Linked DNA regions of Mus musculus: region 2 is linked to region 1. The links are chromatin contacts, called in public Hi-C maps. All regions are on one chromosome and are shown on one strand. Each heading gives the region's core, a stretch centred on a gene start, on an enhancer-like site or on the middle of the called end of the contact. The rest is flanking DNA. Distances are from core to core; before and after follow the strand shown. Region 1 overlaps Cradd (CASP2 and RIPK1 domain containing adaptor with death domain). Region 2 overlaps Cradd (CASP2 and RIPK1 domain containing adaptor with death domain).

The links. Hi-C and Micro-C count contacts between places; a contact is called where the count stands out from the background.
Region 2: a Hi-C map of CD8 T cells shows a contact between it and region 1, with 1.7 times the contacts expected there. The contact joins two enhancer-like sites. A contact is called at or near these places in 7 of 484 Hi-C or Micro-C datasets (CD8 T cells, embryonic stem cells and pro-B cells), 4 of 115 datasets of contacts at active chromatin or transcription factors (embryonic stem cells, heart atrium and memory CD8 T cells) and 1 of 9 other capture datasets (embryonic stem cells).

What each region holds. Positions count from the first base shown.
Region 1 is chr10:95,178,234-95,182,617 of GRCm38.p6, forward strand. All of the region lies in intron 2 of Cradd (CASP2 and RIPK1 domain containing adaptor with death domain), which reads right to left. Among named protein-coding and RNA genes, the nearest start is that of Gm29684, 35 kb to the left of the region's middle. Within about 2 kb of position 2,073, at least 98 of the 459 cell types and tissues checked have an H3K27ac peak or open chromatin away from gene starts, as enhancers often do. A contact at or near this core is called in CD8 T cells and memory CD8 T cells, where this site is marked.
Region 2 is chr10:95,281,205-95,285,588 of GRCm38.p6, forward strand. The region is part of intron 2 of Cradd (CASP2 and RIPK1 domain containing adaptor with death domain); the gene reads right to left. Among named protein-coding and RNA genes, the nearest start is that of Cradd, 40 kb to the right of the region's middle. Within about 2 kb of position 2,372, at least 24 of the 459 cell types and tissues checked have an H3K27ac peak or open chromatin away from gene starts, as enhancers often do. A contact at or near this core is called in CD8 T cells and memory CD8 T cells, where this site is marked.

The DNA.
Region 1 (4,384 bases), core at 823-3,322:
TTCTCTGTATAGCCCTGGCTGTCCTGGAACTCACTTTGTAGACCAGGCTGGCCTCAAACTCAGAAATTTGCCTGCCTCTGCCTCCCGAGTACTGGGATTAAAGGCATGTGCCACCACACCCGGTTCAGCATTAAGAGTCTTGATTCTACCAGGGTACTGGATATTGTGATGTGATGGCTGACCATGTGGTAGTGAGAGGAACTGAGGGGGGAGGGGCCCGCCAGAGAGTGGCCCAGAGGGAGCCCTGTGGCAGTTTGGCAGGAGTGCAGGAGCATGGGCCAACCAGGTTTACTTTTTAATATTTCCCTGCAACAATCTCTAGGTAACTTCTTACAAGAGATGTTCACAGTTGCTGTAGTCTCTGAGGAGTTTCAGGTCAAGACTGCCTACTGTCTCATTAGAACAATGTCTTTATATTTAGAGAACTAGTTATACATTATTTCAAACTATTTAACATGATACTTTTGAACTATAAACATACCATTATGCTATATAAACAATTTTATTCCCCCTTGCATAATTTTCAAGTTTATAGACCTCACTCCTATTTTGTGGTTGGGAGTGTTGCTTTGGAGAACTCTGGTACCAACTTGGTTATCCAACATTTCGAGTAGAATATTATTTGGCTTTCAAAAGAAATAAAGTTCTGACATGTTACAACATGGGCTAGTTGTGAGGACACTGTGCTAGGTAAATGTGGCCTCTCCACAGAAGGCAAGCACCCTGCGGTTCCACTCAGAGGAAGGACCTGACATCATCGTGGTCACAGAGGCAGAGAACAGTGTGGCAGCTGGGACAGGAGGGAGGAAGGGGGTTGGTGGTTAGTAGGTAAGGGGTTTTAGGTCCTAAAAAGGGTTTCTAAAGACATTTCCGTACATGACACTTCTCCAAACTTTGTATGCTGCTGGTGATTTGGTGTCAGGGTTTATTTTTTGCTTTTGACTACTTTCCTTTCAGGTGAGTGGATGCTGAGGAGGGATCAGGTGAGTGGATGGTGGGGAGGGAGCCTCAGGTGAGTGGATGGTGGGGAGGGAGCCTCAGGTGAGTGGATGGTGGGGAGGGAGCCTCAGGTGAGTGGATGGTGGGGAGGGAGCCTCAGGTGAGTGGATGGTGGGGAGGGAGCCTCAGGTGAGTGGATGCTGGGGAGGGAGCCTCAGGTGAGTGGATGCTAGGGAGGGAGCCTCAGGTGAGTGGACGCTGGGGAGGGAGCCTTGGTGTCTATGCTGTGCTCTGGCATCTTTTTACCTCCAGCTCAGAAGGCAGCAGAGGCTGTAAGAAAAGCACCTGGAAAAGCAAGCCAACTAGAAACCTTCATTCTGATGGGCAACCACAAAGCACATCCAGTGTTCCCCAAAAGGCAGAGGAATCAACTATTTGATCTTCCTGCAACCAATTTCCAGTATACCCCAAAGATGAAGGCCATATTGCAAACACAAATAACATCCTACTCACTGTGATGGGAACTTGGATTTGACTGTCAAGTCTAGGAAACTCAATGAGACTGTTATCAACAATTGCGTTTTCACTAAATTAGTGTGGATATGCTCTGGGCCTTGGATTAGCAGGTCTGGTCAGTCTCTAAAGACAAGCCTGTCACCAAGCAGGTAACCAGGTAGCATGGGCTAAGTCACTTCACATTTCCCAGACCGATCATTTGTAAATGATAAAGCCAGATGGCACCCAAGGCTTCATCTAGCTGTAATGTGGTACTGTCTTTCAGAAGTGATTTTATTATTTTCTTCAGACTGTGATTTTTGAGTTCTCATTAAATCCTCCACTAATCATTTAGCACTGCATCCCCTTACACAGCTGTTAAAATAGAAGCAAGCCGTGCAGGCTCTTCAGAATAAATTTTGGTTAATCCATTATTTCTGTTTTGTAAAGACCACAAACCTTCTGAAGGAAAAAAAAACCAGTGAGATGAATATTTGCTACAGTTTTTTTTTTTTTCCAAACTGTATAAAACATTTGAGATGTTCTCGGGGAGCCACACCTTCCACAGCCTCACCAGGACCTGACATGGCTGTTTCTCCTTCCTTGAGCTCCGCCCTCAGACCACAGCTTTATCATAGCTCTCCCCTTTCTGTGGGACACTTCCTCGGTCACAAGTAGAACTTCTCATCAAGCTGTACCACCTTCACAGCTCTCAGATGCAGTTCCTACTTCCTCTGAGATCTCCCTTGTCCACCTATGACCTTGTAACCTCTTACCCACTGTCTGTGTGCTGCTGCGGTTTCCCGTCCCTGGCACCGCTCAATGTCCCTGGAGCTGTCAACTCCTGTTGAGCAAACGGAGCTTCGTCCATTTGCCCAGTGATGCACCCAGGTGCCCAGAACAATGCTTTGCATACAGCAGTCTCTCCCCTGACGCTTTGGGATAAGAGAGTGATTGTAAAGGATGCCTTAGCTCAACATTCATGTATGTAGCTGTGTGTGTGTGTGTGTGTGTGTGTGTGTGTGTGTGTGTGTATGTGTGTATGTGTAGTACTCCAGAGTGGGAGAGAACTGACCAGCAACACTAGCTCCACCACAGAAACAACTAGAAAATACAAAGCCCACTAGGAAAGTTCTTCACCCCTCTCCCAACTTTGTAAAGAGAAATAAATAGCATTTTTTTACAATGAAAAAATGTTTATTCAAAGGTCAGAATTCTTTCCCACTCAGTTCCCCCACCCCCCAACCCATTATCTTAGGGAGGAGAGGCTAGTTTTATGTCAACTTGACACAGGCTAGAGAGGAGGAAACCTCAATTAAGGAAATACCTCCCTGGGATCCAGCTGTAGGCAAGCCTGCAGGGTGTTTTCTTAGTTAGTAAGGGATGCAGGAGGGCCCAACCTTAATGCTGAACAGGGCGTGTAGAAGAGGAAGCCAAGCAACCCTTTCCCTCCCCACACTGCTCAGTCATGATGCTTCGTCACAGCCATAGTAACCCTAACTAAGACAGTGGGTGAGTTTGAGAAAATTAAGTAATCATTTTCAAACTTTCAAAATAGTACAATACATATCGGCTTTTCTAGACCATCTCCTAGTTTATAACTACATCTCTTGTTGGCTGTAGTTGAACTACAGTTCCCATAAAGCTCTGTAATAAAGCTGTTGACTGCTCTTCTATTAAAAACACCCCATCTCACTTTGCCTGTCTGTCTGTCCACCCACCCATCCATCCACCCACCCATCTGTCTGTCCATCCTTCTGTCCATCTGTCCTTCTGTCTGTCTGTCCATCTGCCTGCCCATCCATCCATCCATCCATCCATCCATCCATCTATCCATCCATCATCTCCATGCATGGACAGATGTTCCCTGAATGATGACAATACTTTGTGGGGATTCTTTTCCTTTCCCTTCTCAGTATAGCTTGGATTCCTCTATATTTACATGCAGGGTTTGTACGGGGAAGCCATGAGAAGCTGGATGAATGGGAAGTAGCAGCTGGTCTTGCAGCAACTTAGCATCGGGTGCTGGAGTAGATGTGCACGCCTTTATATCGCTCTAGACAAGGAGTGGGGGAGGATGGGGGGCTGTGGGGAGACAGTGAGTCGGGAGAACTGACGAGTCGTAATCACTACATGATGCTGGAAGCAGCGAGCAAGAAAATGCTGAGTCAGGCGTTTGTGCTTAGCCATTTGGCAAGAACTACAGCTGCTTGGGGCCAGGCAGGCAGACTGAACGGGGTAGGCAAATGACATTCATTTTTGGGTTGGTTTTTGTTGTTGTTGTTGCTGCTGTTGCTGTTTTGTTTTGTTTGCCAATGTAAAAAAATATATATTTCTTATTCAGAAAAATGAACTGCTATAGATCTGACAACCTGACTCATTCCCATCAAATGTGCAGCTGCTTCCTGGGTGAGCATAGCTGCTCTCTGGGGTAAGGAATTGGTTGTTTTTTGTTTGTTTGTTTGTTTGTTTTTATTAAAAACATGGACATTATAATTCATAAGTAAAATCTAAAAAAAAAAAAAACCTGTAAAAGGAAAAATAAAGACTTCTAATCAGAGTTGTCTTACCCATAGGCAGGACGGGACAGCACTGAGAGCTCATAATATTTTGGGGAGAATAAGAAAAAGTTATTTTTTATCTTCATAATTAGAGGGGGAAAAGTGGACATTAGGTGAATGAAATATTTGAATAAATAACATCTCCATGTTCACCTTCATTAACTATCATATACTTACTTTTTTATTGTCTTAGGGGGTAAGGTCTCATAAAGACAGAAATGGCTACAGCCCAAGGGGAGCAGGGCGAGCTTGCCTCTAATGTGAACACGTCACAGTCACAGTGGCAGAAATGTTAGGTTCATGGACCCATGTCCTTTAAAACCACATCTGAAACTTAAAGACATGGTGCAGTTGTTGAGAGACTAAGCTCCAAAGCACCTGCTGTTTCC
Region 2 (4,384 bases), core at 1,122-3,621, 100 kb after region 1:
CGGATGGCACAATGCACCAAGCGCACAGGGAGGAGGGCCCAGAAACAAGTGCGTTCCTTGCAGATACTCATGGCAGCCAACTGCTGGACCCCTTTGCTGTGAAGCAAACCGACAACTATGCTCAAATGATACAGGCGGTAATGATCATAGGACCTTATCATTTACAGGGAACAGGGGTTGGTCTATATTGTGTTAGTTGGATAAGGGAAGTTTCAAACAGTATCCCCCCTTTTTCAGATTTATTTATTTGATGTGTGTGTTTTGCCTGCAAGTATATTTGTGCACCACATGTGTGCCTGGTGCCCTCAGAGGTCGGAAAAGTCGACCAGGTTCCTTGGAACTGGAGTTACATGGGCTTGGGAGCTGCCATGCAGGTTTCTGGGAAACCTTCGTATTCTGCCTTTGTCAGATCCCGAAGAATCACAGGACAAAGGGCTAACTGTGGTACTTATTAATATATCACAAAGGGCTAACTGTGGTACTTATTAATCTATCACAAAGGGCTAACTGTGGTACTTATTAATATAGCAGAGCTGGCTGCCTGGCTCTTTTGGCTCTGCGAGCACCTGTAACAGAGCCCAAGCTCCTCTCAACCCTCTCACCCCTGCCCCACCCTAACCTCTCACACCCCTGAGCTTCCCCTCTGTATTAGTCAGGGCTCTCTAGAGTTACAAAGCTTATGGAATGCCTCTCTATATTAAGGGAAGTTACTGTGATGACTTACAGTCTGCAGTCCAACTAGCCCAACAATGGGCAGCTGTGGATGGGAATCCACGAATCTAGTAGTTGCTCAGTCCCATGAGGCTAGGTGATTCACCTGGTCTTTTGTATAAGCTGGAATCCTGCAGGAGTAGATTTCAACAGATGTGCTGGCAAGTCATTGCAAGTAGAGCAAATCTTCCTTCTTCCAATGTCCTTAAGGTAGGGTGTGACCCAGATTAAAGGTGTGTATCACCACTCCTGGATCTGGGATTTGCTTTGTCCCAGGCTGACCTTTGAACTCCCTGCCTCAGCCTCCTGGAATTAAGTCTCATGTACTACCTTGCCTGGGCCTAAGCTTTTCATGACCACAACACCTCAAGATCTATGTCAGACACTTGTGCCTTCCAGCCTCAAGATCTGGATCACAGGCGTGCCCTCCAGTTCTGGATTGGAGTTCATTTCAGATGTCGTCAAGCTGACGACCAGGAAAAGCTACCACATCTTCCATTCCCCGAGCTTCTGATTCCTATATAACCCAGCCATTGTGGCCACCCTCGTTTGTCCCCTTTGGCCTCTTGGTTCCTCTCTTGGCCTCCTCTCTTCCCCCTCCCCCTTATTCTCTCCATGCTCACCCCCTCCCTTCTCATGGCCCAGTTCAGTCTGCTAGTTTCTCCCCCTGATCTGGACTCTTCTGGCTGCCTCTGGCTGCGCGCTCTCTCCCATCAACAATAAAAGCCTCCTCCTCCAGCACACCTGGGCGTGATTACATCCTCGTCTTCATTCCTTCTGCAAGAGCGGCCAGGGCCAGTATCTCGACCGGAGGGTGGGGGGGGTATTTACACTTCATCTTCTTTTGTTGTTATTGTTTTGGGGTTGTAGTTGTTATTGTTTTTGTTTTTAAGACACTGTCTTACTATGTAGCACTCGCTGCCCTAGAATTCACTTTGTAAACCAGACTGGCCTGAAATTCACAGAGATCCACCTGCCTCAGTGCTGGGCTTAAAGGCCTGTGCTGCTACACCAGCCTTACATTTTCTTTTCAAAGACAAAAAAAAAAAAAGTAAAAGGGGGCTTGGTGGGTAAAGGTGCTTGCTCACCAACTTCATGACCTGAGTTCAATACCCAGAACTCACATGGTGGAAAATCCTCTGATCTGCACACATGCCAACATGGGATGCACATGGAAGCACACGTGCACGCGCGCGCGCACGCCACACACACACACACAGACACACACAGATAAATGTTTAAAAACAAAAAGTAGGTCAAAAATTGTTTTCTTATTCCAAGATGCTCAGAAAGTCACCCCTCTGCCTATCGAGCAGAGAGTTGAAAACAGTGACCATTCAGCAGCAAGTCTCCCGACCACTGGAGAGACAACCACCAGACACAGAGAAGGAACCTAGTGGATTGGGACAGAAATGTCCACAGGAAAACCCCTGCATGCTTCCAGCGGGTGGGGACGAAGAAAGGGATCCAGTGTGAAAGACACAGGCAGGTCTGCACAGGGGAAACTAACCACAGATAACCTGCCGGGCCAATATAAGATCATAACTGACCCCCACTTCATCCCAACCTCGCTACCCTCTCACCTAAGAAACACTTGTGAGGTTCAGAGAGCAGCTACGCAGGCTCACCAAACCACGGAGACCTCACCAGAGGACCCACAAGAGGCTTCACTCCCACGCCTTATCACATCTGCTAGAGGCCCAGTCACAGCTGTGCCCTCTACGCAGCCCTCATGTCCGATTATAAGTAGAAATCACTAATCAGGAACTTAACGCGACTGTGGTTATAAGGGAACGGTTCTAACACGTAGTCAGCATGTTAAGAATGGATAGGCCGGGGAGCCACAGAGAAAGAACCCATAAGGAAGAGCTTTTGGTGAGCTCTGTGTTCAGGAAACAGTATCTATCACATCAACAGAATCCCACCAACTGAAAGGCAGGAAGAACCGAGACAAGAAAACATGCCAGAGCTGTGCGATACCTACAGGCCTGTATCAGGGGAGCGCTGGAGAGGAAAGAAGAGCGACGACTGGGACAGAAGTGCTTGAGGTAATGCTGAGAATCTCCCCCCAAAGGTCGGACACAAAACCACAGGTGCACCAAGCTCAAAGAATATTATGCAGGATAAATATACACATGTATACACATACTATACACATAGACATGCACATGCATACGCGGTTATATCTTCATATGCACATATATGTACATACATACGTATACACACACACATATGCACGTGCATACCCCTGCACACACGTATCACAGAAACACACACAAAGCCAATGCAGTTAGGCTTACTGTGTCCAAGCTTCAGTTAGTGAAAAATTATTAATGAAAATTCCTGAAGTAAACTATCGGGAAAAAGCAAGCTGGCTTTTGAGAAGCAAAGAGAACACTGTTGCTAATGCTCAGAAATCGCCCAAGCGTGAAGAGACCTAAAAGTGTAGGAAAGAAACAAACATTAGCCTCGAGTCTAGTGAATTCATCCTTCCAAGCTGAAGGGATTTCTAAATCAAAGCTGGAGAGAATCTCTGGAAATATATCTGCATTGGAAGGTGTGATGGTTTGTCTATGCTCTGCCCAGGGAGTGGCATAATTAGAAGGCATGGCCCTGTTGAAGTAGGTGTGTCACTGTGGGCATGGGCTATAAGACCCTTGTCCTAGCTACCTGGAAGCCAGTATTCTGCTGGCAGCCTTCAGATGAAGATGTAGAATTCTCACCTCCTCCTGCACCATGCCTGCCTAGATGCTGCCATGCTCCTGCCTTGATGCTAATGGACTGAACCTCTGAACCTATAAATCAGCCCCAATTAAATGCCCTTATAAGAGCTGCCTTGGTTATGGTGTCTGTTCACAGCAGTCAAACCCAAACTAAGGAATGTTAAAGGAAGTCCTTTAGAGAAAAAGAAAAGAGTAGGTAAGAAAAAGGAGGTGGGGGGGGGAGTACACCAGGCGGTAAGAGAAAGTGAAATAAAATTATTTTATATCCCTTTTAATTGTGGTACTCTTTATTATTTAAAACAATTCTTTAAATTCAAATATATTCTGATCATATTCTTCCCCTCCCCCAAGTCCTTCTAGGTCTTCTACCTCTCCCTACCCACCTAATGTGAAGTTCTTTCTCAAACACAGTCAAAAGCCCAATGCAACAGGAAAACCCCCAAAAGGAAACAAAATAAACCACCACCAAAAACAAAAACAAAAAACAAACAAACAAAAATCCTGTAACCAAGTAAGCACACACACACACACACACACGCACACACACACACACACACCTGTGGAGTCCATTATATACTGGCCAACTACTCCTGAGCATGAGGGCTGCTCTGGAGTGGATGAGGTACCCAGTGTCACTTCCTTGGAGAACACTGATTTCCCCTCCCCCAGCAGGTATAAGGACAGATCAGTCGGTAACCTTTACCCTAGTGGCTAGGTTTTTATTCATTTGTTAATTTGCTTTTTAAATATAACAAGATAAAATACAATAAGATAAATAAAAAAACTACCACACTGAAGTTGGACAAGACAAACCAACAGAAGGAAAAGAGCCCAACAGAAGGCACAAGAGTCATATTCTTCATTGCTCCAACAAAGTTTCCTCAAAATACTAACAAAAACAATGCATTTTATTATGCAGGGGTGTGTGTGTGTCTACTGAATGCAAGGGG